2 separate regions of the Rattus norvegicus genome follow, and region 2 is linked to region 1. The links are chromatin contacts, called in public Hi-C maps. All regions are on one chromosome and are shown on one strand. The core of a region is the stretch at or near the end of the contact, and the rest is flanking DNA. Distances in the headings are between cores, read along the strand shown. Region 1 overlaps Elfn2 (extracellular leucine-rich repeat and fibronectin type III domain containing 2). Region 2 holds the start of Elfn2 (extracellular leucine-rich repeat and fibronectin type III domain containing 2).

What was found. Hi-C and Micro-C count contacts between places; a contact is called where the count stands out from the background.
Region 2: a contact with region 1 is called in a Hi-C map of frontal cortex, with 2.2 times the contacts expected there. The contact joins the promoter of Elfn2 here to the enhancer-like site in region 1. A contact is called at or near these places in 2 of 12 Hi-C or Micro-C datasets (frontal cortex and hepatocytes).

Annotation. Positions count from the first base shown.
Region 1 is chr7:112,109,017-112,114,203 of GRCr8, reverse strand. It overlaps Elfn2 (extracellular leucine-rich repeat and fibronectin type III domain containing 2), which reads left to right. Exons shown (of 2, transcript XM_006242041.5): 2 at 4,869-5,187. LOC102549375 (a long non-coding RNA gene) reads right to left here. Exons shown (of 4, transcript XR_593647.4): 2 at 4,862-4,957; 3 at 1-4,765. Among named protein-coding and RNA genes, the nearest start is that of Elfn2, 42 kb to the left of the region's middle. Within about 2 kb of position 3,628, at least 31 of the 93 cell types and tissues checked have an H3K27ac peak or open chromatin away from gene starts, as enhancers often do.
Region 2 is chr7:112,150,265-112,155,806 of GRCr8, reverse strand. It overlaps Elfn2 (extracellular leucine-rich repeat and fibronectin type III domain containing 2), which reads left to right and starts at 2,527. Exons shown (of 2, transcript XM_006242041.5): 1 at 2,527-2,995.

The DNA.
Region 1 (5,187 bases), core at 2,379-4,878:
CTCTTACTTCCGGTGCCTGCATTTTCCTCTCCCAGGGCTTGTCATACTTGAGATCCCACTAATTTATCAACCTGCCAGGTAGTTCAGTGGTGGTGGCACAATTTCCCAGCTTCATAGAGGAGCAGAGATCCAGGACTGTTTGCCTTAGAAGCCTCTAGAAGGGGAAGGCAGCAGTAAACCCTACTGTCCTGCCCTGAGGCCCAAGCCTTGGCCTCAGAAGGTGGAAGGATGGGGAGTGGCCCCGATGGCCCAGTGCTAGCCTCTAGAAAGGGGTGGTGACATTGCTGTAAGATTTGTGAGCTCTGTCTGGGACTGAGGCTTCCGTTCTGTTTAATCTGGGGTAAAGTCACGGATGTGAGTTGTGGCATGGAGGGAGCTTGGCCAGCCTGACCCTGTGAGGTGTCTGTGCTGGGGCTGAGCTGCCACCAGCAATGTTTCCCTGCCAATTCCTTCATCTTTAAGGGGTGACCAGGGCACCAGCCATGTTTCCATGTCCTGTCCCTGTCACTTGAGCTGAGCAGTGTTCCCATAGGAGTGGGAGGCCTGGGGTCAGCACAGATGAGACTGACGTTACAAGACAGGTGTGCTCTGCTGTGTCCCAGAGGCTCCTGGAAGTCCCGGGTACTGGGCACCTTACCACAGAAGAGGGGAAACTGAGGCTCAGAATGCCCAAGGCTCACCAAGAGTCTCAGAGTGGGCCATTCTTATTCAAAGCACCACAGGCTGTGGTGTCATGGTAGAAGCCATACCAAGTACACTGCTAGGCCTGGGCTTCTGTCCTGTGGGAACCCACTGTTAGCCAGCCATGCCTGTGGGGTACGTCCACTGAGCTGTGTGTGGGAGCCAGGGTTCAGGCCAGCGCTGCACTGCAGGGAGTGAACGCTTGCTGAGAGCAGAGCATCCCACTGAGAGGCTGGGGCTTGACACCCTGGGTCCTGAGTCTGATCTGCTCTAGTTCTACGCAGGACCTGGACCACATTCCCTCTCTTGTCCTGGCCCCAGCTTCCCTATGAGAAGATTGGAATCCAACTGAGCCGGGCTCACCCCACTTTGCGGACGCCAGGATTCCGAGTCCATGAAGGGAAACCATGGCCAAGGCACAACCCCAGCTGGGTCAACCTGGCCACTGAAGCCAAGCCTGAGACAGAAGAACACCGCCAGGTGGCTCAGGCAGTCTCTCTCCAGCTCTGACCTACACCCCCACCCCAGTGCCCACTGGGGTTGCTGGCTCTTCCTCCTTTCCAAGGATTCATGGGAAGAGACATCGCACAGCCTGTAGCTGGCCAGACTGCTCTTTGCCGATGCTGCACAGATCTGAGATGTGTTCCCTGCCTGTGCTGGCGTGTCTGTTGCTGCATGGCTCCTAAGCTGCCCCTGGGGCTCAGCATGGTCATTATCGGGCTCTCGGCAGCCGCTTTCACGCTTCCCTCCTCCTTCTGACATGCTCTTACGTGTGTTCTCACGCTTCCCTCCTCCTTTTGACATGCTCTTAGATGTGTTCTCACGCTTCCCTCCTCCGACATGCTCTTACGTGTGTTCTCACGCTTCCCTCCTCCTTCTGACATGCTCTTAGATGTGTTCTCACGCTTTCCTCCTCCTGACATGCTCTTACGTGTGTTCTCACGCTTCCCTCCTCCTTTTGACATGCTCTTAGATGTGTTCTCACGCTTCCCTCCTCCGACATGCTCTTACGTGTGTTCTCACGCTTCCCTCCTCCTTCTGACATGCTCTTAGATGTGTTCTCACGCTTCCCTCCTCCGACATGCTCTTACGTGTGTTCTCACGCTTCCCTCCTCCTTCTGACATGCTCTTACGTGTGTTCTCACGCTTCCCTCCTCCTTCTGACATGCTCTTACGTGTGTTCTCACGCTTCCCTCCTCCTTCTGACATGCTCTTAGATGTGTTCTCACGCTTTCCTCCTCCTGACATGCTCTTACGTGTGTTCTCACGCTTCCTTCCTCCTTCTGACATGCTCTTAGATCTGTTTGGGGGCTTAGCTTGGTCCAGTCTCTGTCTCCTTGGGTCTTGGGAGGTAGGCAGCAGGTACACGGGTCATACCCAAGCCTGTCACCTCCCTCCCTGTGGTCAGTCCTGTTGGACGTGCTTGTTTGTCTCCATAGCTTCCTTTCTCCTTCCTCCCAGGGATGTTTGTGTTCCAGGAGCACCCTCCTAGGAGCACGGGAGGCTGACCTTGTATATTTGACCCTGAGACCCTCACACCCATCCCCTGCACACCTGCACCTTGATCTGGCGAGCAGCTGGGCAGGGGGCCAAGTGCTGCAGTCAGCGCCTTTGTGGCCTTGTCCTTCCCGTGGCTGCACCAGGCCTCAACGGGTGGTGGGCAGACAGCCCAGGATGAGGACAGGGCAACTGACGCATACGGGACACTGTGCTGGGAGCCTCCTCCCCACCGTGCATGCGTCACAGGGAGAGTAGGCGCTGGGCCCCAGCCCAAACCAGCCTGGGGAGCAGAGGAGCAGGAGAGGGCCACTTCAGGGTCACCTTGAGGGCTGGGGGGGGACACTATGGGGCATTCCGCCTACCCTTGCCTGATTGGAAGGGCAGAGCCGGGGAACCAGCGCACCTCTCCAAACCAGGGCCGTTTTCTGCCCCCTCTCTTGGCTCCTTCCTATCCTCTGCCTCACCTGGGCTTTCCTCAGCTGTGGGCTAAAGTGATGTGTTAGCTTAGATCTGAGCAGGGGGAGGGGCTCTGTGTATGGCTGGTGGTGTAAGCATGTGCGCACACACACATGTATGAGCAACATACATGTGCTTAGGTAGCATTGAGTGGGGAGTAATTGGCTGCGTTTCCAAGGCCACAGACAAGAATGCCTGCCACCGTTGCACACACCAGCATGTGGCCCCATGGTTAACCATTGCTGTCCTGTGTGCACACACATACTCCTGCGTCTGTGCCAACCTGCATGCCATCTCGGTGTATACATCAGTGCCCTTGTGTCTGCACCGAGCCAGCTGCACACCTGTGTGTGCACCTGCATATCAATGTGGTCCCCAGACTGAGGGTGAACCACTATTACAGGCCGAGGGCTCTCAGACAGGCTGGTTCCTGCTTCTCAAGACAGCAACTGAGAGAGGACTTACCCCCCTCCACGACGATCTGGCTGCTGGTGGGAAATGGAGGCTATGTGTCAGAGGAGCCAAAGTCTTCGGCTATGAGAGCGTTGTGTGGTGTGGGTGAGGGTGGAGGACTGTCAGCTGCCTGGGCAGCCTTGTGACTCCCACACTTGGCCCCACAGTGGGGAGAAAGGTATGTCAGGCTGGCCTCTAAGGTTCCCGTCCTGCTACAGAGCCAGCCTTTGATCCAGGTTAGACCTTATCACCTAGCTCTGCGGCATGCACGGCCCCTGGAGCCTCCTCTGGGTGCATTCACATGCCTCCCTCCCTTTTCTCCTCTGCTGCTCACAGCTTTAAATTGGCTTCACTTTAACACAAAGTCTAGACATTTTTTTTTTTCAAAGCGCTCTTTCCTAGAGTCTCCCTGGAGGAGGAGCAGGGGGTGGAGGTGGCTCTTGTGGACACTGTTGTGGCTTTCCGGAACAAATGTGGATCTCTCTGACCACCTTTTGTCCTTGCTGGAATGCAACTGTCTAGGGCCATCATAGTTTCTGGAGTCTGGAGTGCAGGGTGTGAGCTGGCGCCAGGTCTGGCTGTGTGCAGCTTGCACGGTACCCAGCCAAATCTCCCCAGCGCTTTGGAACTTGGTTTCCTCATGGGCAAGTAAAGGATGAATCAGATGGGCTACGGGCTGTGACCCCCCGCTGCTGCTCAGTCTTCTGTGTCCCAGGATGAGCAGCCAAATTGCACCTTGACACTTCCCATCAAACGGCCCAGGAAAGGGCTGCTGGCTTCCCCCACACTGCAGGAGTGAGGTAGCTAAGAGACAGTGCTGTTTACCCAGCTCATCAGGCGGACAGGGCCCCTTGGCTCCATGGTGACTGTCAGTGTCTTAGGAACCTTGATCCTGACCCAGCTTTGCTGTGTTACTTGGTACAAAGCCTCATCCTTCTCTGACTCCAGAAGGACGTGAGGTGGTCCCAAGTCCTGAACCCCCTTTGGAATTCATGCACCTTCCCCAGCAGTCTTCTGCTAGGGAGTGGGCTAGAGTTCTTCACTCTTGCCCCTCCTCCTTTGGCTTAGTCCTGCCCACAGAACCAGCCCTCCTTCTGCAGAGACCCTGGCCCTTACACCCCCACCACAAGGGAGGCCCACTGCCAGCCCGTTCTGCTCCCCTCCCCCATGGAAGCTGAGACAAGGGAATTATTTTTGGAACAAGAGCAGTTACACAACAAATGAATTATTTATCTTTGGGCATGGAGAACGAGGCATTTCACTGGGCTTCTTAATTCTTATCCGGATTTGGGGGTGCCCACTTGGATGTGTGGACATGTCTGTCATGTACACAGATGGTAGGGAGGTGTGTGTGTGTGTATGTGTGTGTGTGTGTGTGTGTGTGTGTGTGTGTGTGCCTCCCATGTGTAGCCCATGCAGCTTTGGATTCATGGGCTTTGTGCAGGCCAGCAGTTGCATGTGGACACTGCGTGCCAAGTATGCACTGGAGGGTGGGTGGCCATGCGCTTGTGCCCACCCGATCCTCTCCAATCTTCCTCCTCTGTCTTGGTGCTCAGTCCGCCCCTACACACGGTAACTCTCCCGAGTCTCTCCTTCCCGCCTTGTCACCCTAGCCTTCCTTTGCTTTATGGAAGCAGGGGTCCTGGGGTCCTTGCTGGCACAAGAGTCCTTGGTTCTAAAAGGGTATAAAAGAGGGATGGGGGAGTATGCTGGACCCTGAAGGGGTGGGTCCAGCCCCTCATGCTAATCTGTCACCATCTTTTGATGCTACCTTGCAGGGACAGATGGACTTCTTCCTGTCTCCATTGCTCAGCATCCCTCAGTGTTACACTCCTGCTTCCTGTGGGAACTGCCTGAAGGTCTGAGCCTGGAACCCAAGGGGAAGGGGAAGGAAGAGGAGGAAGAAGAAGACGTCAAAGCCTGAAACCCTGCATACCTTTCCAGCAGGAACCTGGAGTCACAACACCCACTGCCTGCTGCTCGTAGCCCTTCAGAGCAGCAGGCGCCAGCTGTTCCCGTCCTGCCCAAGGCCCCCATGCTGGGGGTCACCCCCAAGATGGTGGCAGCTCCGGGGAGGACTGTGCTACCAGCTCCAGC
Region 2 (5,542 bases), core at 1,278-3,777, 43 kb before region 1:
ATCACTATTGCTCTGTAGCACAGCTTGGGGTCAGGGATGGTGATGCCTCAGGAAGTTCTTTTATTGTCCAGGGTCATTTTAGCTAGCCTGTTTTTGTTGTTGTTGTTGTTTGTTTGTTTGTTTTTTGTTTTGTTTTTGTTTTCCATATGAAGTTGGAAATTTGCTCTGCCAAGGTCTATTAAGAAATGTGTTGGAATTTTTATGGAAACTGCATTGGATCTATAAATTGTTCAGGGTCCTGGTGTGCACACTCACACCAAGCGCTCAAACGCTCGCTCTCTCTCTCTCTCTCTCTCTCTCTCTCTCTCTCTCTCTCTCCCCCTCCCTCCCTCCCTCTCCCGCCTCCCCCCCCCCTCTGGGCTTTTTCAATGAGGAGGTTGCTGTGTACCCGAATTTTCACTAACATGGTAGCCACAAGCCACACGTGGCCACTTAAGTTTAAATCAATCAAAATAAAAAAGATAAGTGTGTTCGGCAGTTGTAGAAGCCACGGTTTTAACCACACAGTAGCCCCACGAGGTTAGTGGTTCCTTAAATCACTTCCACCGTAGTAGAACGTTCCATTGGACAGTGCGGGTGTAGAGAAGGCACACTCAAGGAACCAGATGGTGTGGTCCACAATGACCCCCACCCCAGCGCCGGCCAATGTCATCCATCTGTGTGGTGCATCAACAGAGCTCAGAGAGGGAAAGTGGTAACAGCTTATCTCTGCCCTGAAAGGGCCAGTCTTCAAAGCGGGAATGTGGGAAACATGGAAGCCCAAAACTACTGCTGAGTGAGTCTAGCCAGCTCCGCAGGCCCCAGGAGAGAAGAGAGTGTACCGGTAAGGACTGGCTGGGACTTAACCATTTCCTTCAGGAGGAAACTGAGGCTGGGGGTGGGGGATGGGGGCGGGGGTGGCACGGGTGTGACTCTCACTCTGGCTGATGACTGGAAACTCATTCAGATGAATCAGAAATGTCACTTTGTAATTCCATGCCTGGTGCTCTCCGGAGTTATTGCTCAATGTCTTGGGTCAGGGCGGATTTAGTAGGCCTCTGCCAGTGCCCACCTCTGAGCACACGCGAGCCACAGGGAGTTTTCTGCAGTTGCGTATTTGATCCACCAGAGGGCGCAGGGGCAGCTGTCTCTTCAGAAGCGGGCCTGGCGGGGGTGGGGTGGGGTGATAGTGGGGTGGGGGATGGTGGGGCTGTGTGTGTGTGTGTGTTTGCGTGCGCGTGGAGCTAGACCCACCTCGGTGCCCAGCCTCGGGTGGGGAACCCTGAGCTCTTCTGGTCCCTTTTGGGGAAGGGGATTAGGTTAGAAGGTGGAGGCAGCGTTCGGGCTTCTTTGGGTCTGCAAGAAAGGCCTGAAGGATAGATAGGAAGGAATGTCCCTGGAACCCAAGAAGGTACAGGTCGGGAGGCTTAGAGGTGAGACACTCCCACAGTCTCTCTGAATTGTGATTTAACAGGTGGCCTGGGTCTCAGCACTTATCTACCCTTTTGGCCCTATCCTGGGCTGCTTTCCTGTCCTCGGATGACAAGAGGGAGATGTTTCTGAACAGCAGTTCTTTCTGCTCTAGTAATATCCAACTCCGCGGGTCCCTCTGTACTTGATACACCAGGATGTTTTCCGCCTCTGTGACTTTTGCACATGTTGTTCCCGCAGCCTGGGATACCCTTCTCCACTTCCTACCCATCAGCTGAGCAACTCCTACCCATCAGCTCCCATTCATCTGTCCAGATTCAGCCTAGGCCTGCAGGAGACATCCTTGTTAGGAGTTCCAGCAGCCGGACTGAGCTGCTGTGCACCACCTGAGGACAGGCACTGGTGAATGCGCCCGGAAAAGTGATTGCGAAGCAGAAAGCTTGGCGGCGGCAGAGATCAACTGTCTGGGTTGGCGGGTCACAGAGGCTGGAGGAGACTCCTGACACCAGCCCAGACTCCCACCAGCTGCTGATGTGCCCAGCTCCTAGTGCAGAGCCTCTCCCTACCGCTGCCGTGCAAGGAGACCCCCTTGCAGGTGGTGGCGGTGGTGGTGGTGGTGGTGGGTGGGTGTGTTTGATGCAGAGCCAGGAAGGCCTTAGGAAGTTTCTCTGTGTGGCCATAGAGCCCAGTATCCTCCCGGGGATGGGGTAAGGCAACGAGAGGTAGCCAAGTGCCTTGGTTTGGAGGCAGGGAGAATTGAGAGACGCCGCGAACTCTGTGTTAACGCTGTGTTAACTTTGAGCAAGCACTCTGCTCACCCACCTCAGCTGCCCCGCCTGCAAAATGGGAACGCAGCAGCCCCACCGCAGTGCTCTCCAGTGGTTAGGCGCGGAACACCGGGTCAGGGAGTAGGCGGAAAGGGGTGCAGGGAGGTGGGGGGATTGGGGATGAGGTTGTCCTCGAGTGGGGCGCTGCACCCGGGGCAACTTAGCCTCCAGCTGTTGAATGAACTGGAGGAGGCAGTAGTGGGGTGAACTGAGACACAGCCTGGAGAGAGGTGGCCGAGGCGGGGCGGGGCCGGGGGGCGCGCTCGGCGGGTGCCCGGGGCTTGGCGGTCCGCGGTGCAGCCACCTCACAGGGCGCTGCAGCTGCAGTAGCGCCAGAGCCCAGCGCGGCCCCCGCCTCGTGGCGTGTGTCTGGGAGCGCGCTTGTGGCTGTGGAAGCAGACGGCGGAGGGGCAGGAGGGTCTGCAGCGGAGAGGCCTGTGAAGGGATCCGGCTACAGAGCCGGACGGACGGACAGACGCAGTGATCACCATCCCCTGAAGTCCTCCGCCCAGCACCCGGGCCCTCTGCGGGCTGCAGCCCTGCGCGGCGGGAGGCGGGGGTGGCAGTGTCTGCGCGCACACGCACGCTCACAGACACACACGCCCGGGCCACGCCACAGACACACGACACGCACAGAGCCACGGCCGGCCGCCGCGCACACTCGCACCCGCGCTCACGCTCGCTCTCCGGCGCAGGCCCCGCAGCAGCCGCTGCCCGGAGGCGGTGGCATCCCTCTCGGATCCCAGTCGGGACTGGAGGTGAGTGGATTCCTCCGGATCCGAGCGCTGCAGGCGGCTGGCGGAGACCCTGGGAATCCGTGCTGAGCTGAGGGCTCCCTGGCCGCCAGCGGGGGTGGGGCTTGGAAAGGGACCCGGGAGCAGAGATGAGCCAGGGAGAGCCACTCCGGGTTCTTCTTGGTCTGGGGATCCCCGTAAGACCCCCAAGGGACCACCCTGCGCAAGGTGGTGGGGGAGAGGCTGGGCGGAGGCTTGGTGGGAGGGCAGGGAGGACGAGCGTCGAGGTGAACATTTTCCCGGTGGTGATGCAGAAGCTTGGTGGAGGACGGTTTTGCTAGCCAGTGCCACACCGCACCTATCTGGCCCCCATTTTGGCGAACCAGAGCTCCAGCCCGCTTTTCACTGAGTCGTGGCGGGTCAAGGAATTCATCTCACTGGTAAGGGGGGTGGGGTGGGGGTTAACGGGGTGGCTAGATGGCTGGCCTAGGAGGAGAGGACCGGGCATGCGGCTAGTCCCCTTATCTCTCAGGGGCACTGTGAATTTAGTAGGGGAACCAGAGTTAGGGTACACTGGAACCCTTGCAAGGGCTTGGATTTTTTTTTTCTCGGCAGGGCTGGTGTGGGACAAGCACAGAAGCACCAGCATAAATCGACAGACTGCAGCTCTGACTGAGCCCCACCACTGCCTAGTGGTGTGTGTGTGTGTGTGTGTGTGTGTGTGTGTGTGTGTGTGTAGACTGCTACTGGCTAGGAGGGGGCAGAAGGTGGGTGTGTTGGCTGGTGGGGTGGTATATGCATGTGAGAAGGGATGTCTGTTGACTCAGGATAGATCCCCCACTGCCACACAGACATAGACACACACACACACACACACACACACACACACACACACACACACACACAATCTGTGGCCCAGCAGGGCTTCCTTGGAATGTTTGGAGGGGATAGAGCTTGTGTGTGTCTGTGCGTCTCTCTGTGTGAATCTGCGTACTTGGAAAGATTGTGTGGAGGACAGAGGCTGCGAGGCCTCTGTGTGTCAGGCATGACCAAGGAGAATGAGCCAGGGACACTGCTTGGAATCTCAGTCAGCTTCGAATACATGTGGTACTTAAAGGCACTTCTCAGGGCTCTGCACTCTGCCTACCCTGCAGCCAGTTCCTTGCTGAGAGATACAGGTGTTGGACCAATGTGTGTGTGTGTGTGTGTGTGTGTGTGTGTGTGTGTGTGTGTGTCTGTGTCTGTGTGTTGAGCGCGCGTGCATTTGTGTGCGCGTGCTCTTGTGTCCGGCTGCGGATGTCACTGCCAGCAGGCCAGGCTGTGGGAGGAGAAGCTGGGGGAAGGGGCAGCTGCCGGCGGTACCTGGAGAAATGTAGTGGAAGCTGCAGCTCTGGCTGTTGGCTTCGATGACGGAGGAGGGGCATCTCAACACCCGGAGCTGCATCACGAGGGCTAGGCATGTTTGCCTCTGTGTGTGTGTGTGTGTGTGTGTGTGTGTGTGTGTGTGTGTGTGTGTGTTTGGCTCAAACTGTTTATGTAGCCTGTGGACACCTGTGGGACATGTCTAGATCCACAGTGGGCTTGTACATGCGTGTAAATGTTGTCTGGTATGTGGGTGAACTCACACTGGTGCTGTCTTAGGTATCTCTGGGCCTTACTGTCACGCATGGGGGACAGGGGAACCTCTGGGCCAATAGTCTTTAGGCAGGAAAAGAAGAGTAGAGAGACGTGGGGAGAAAGAAATGTGTGTGATGTCAGTGAGAACCTTGGGGTGTGACATCAGCTTCAGGCTATTGGTGACGTCACAGGGACAACAGTGTGAGGGCCACCCTTAATGGGCCGGGGCATATGATATCGGTGTGTATGTGTGGGACTGAGTGTGTTTATGTCCCTTGCGGGGTGGAGAAGGAGAGGGTCAGAAAATGGAGCCTCAGAGCAAGCTGTCTCTTGCCAGGGGCCCGTATTTCCTGGTAGTCTGAAGAGGTGTGGTCCTCATTTTTTAAGGAGGTTGCTCCCCAGCCAAGGATGCACCTCATCCTCCCACTCATGACACCCCCTTGAATCTCTCTACTAGCAGCTCACATACCCTGGGCACAAACCTTGTTTGCAAACATTCGTGTGGATGCACGGGCACATGGTGAGGAAGCCTGGAGCCTTGGATTCTAAGCTCAATTTGCCGTTTTCTGAGTTTTACGATTTGGGTACTGTCTTTCTACTTTCCTGCCTGGACCTTCGTCTGTTGCTTGTGGAGGAGGCTAGAGGTAAAGGGTAGGGGGGGTCACAGAAGGTAGCAGGCCCGTTGGTGTCTGGCTCCTGGGGTGGAGCTCAGCCTGTGCCAGATCTGTCTTCCATTTCCTGGAATGCCCCTCCCGTCCAGCACCCCCTGCTGTTCTGGTTAAGTTGAACTTTGCAAAGTTTCGGTTCTCTTCTGGGGTCCTCACAGTAGTCCTCTAGGTGAGTGGGCTGGCTGCTGTCACATCCCTCAGGGAAACTGAGGTCAATACATTTTCTTTTCCCACAGGGTGACTGCAGGGAAAACAAATCAGATCGTCAGGGAAGGGGACCTTTGTG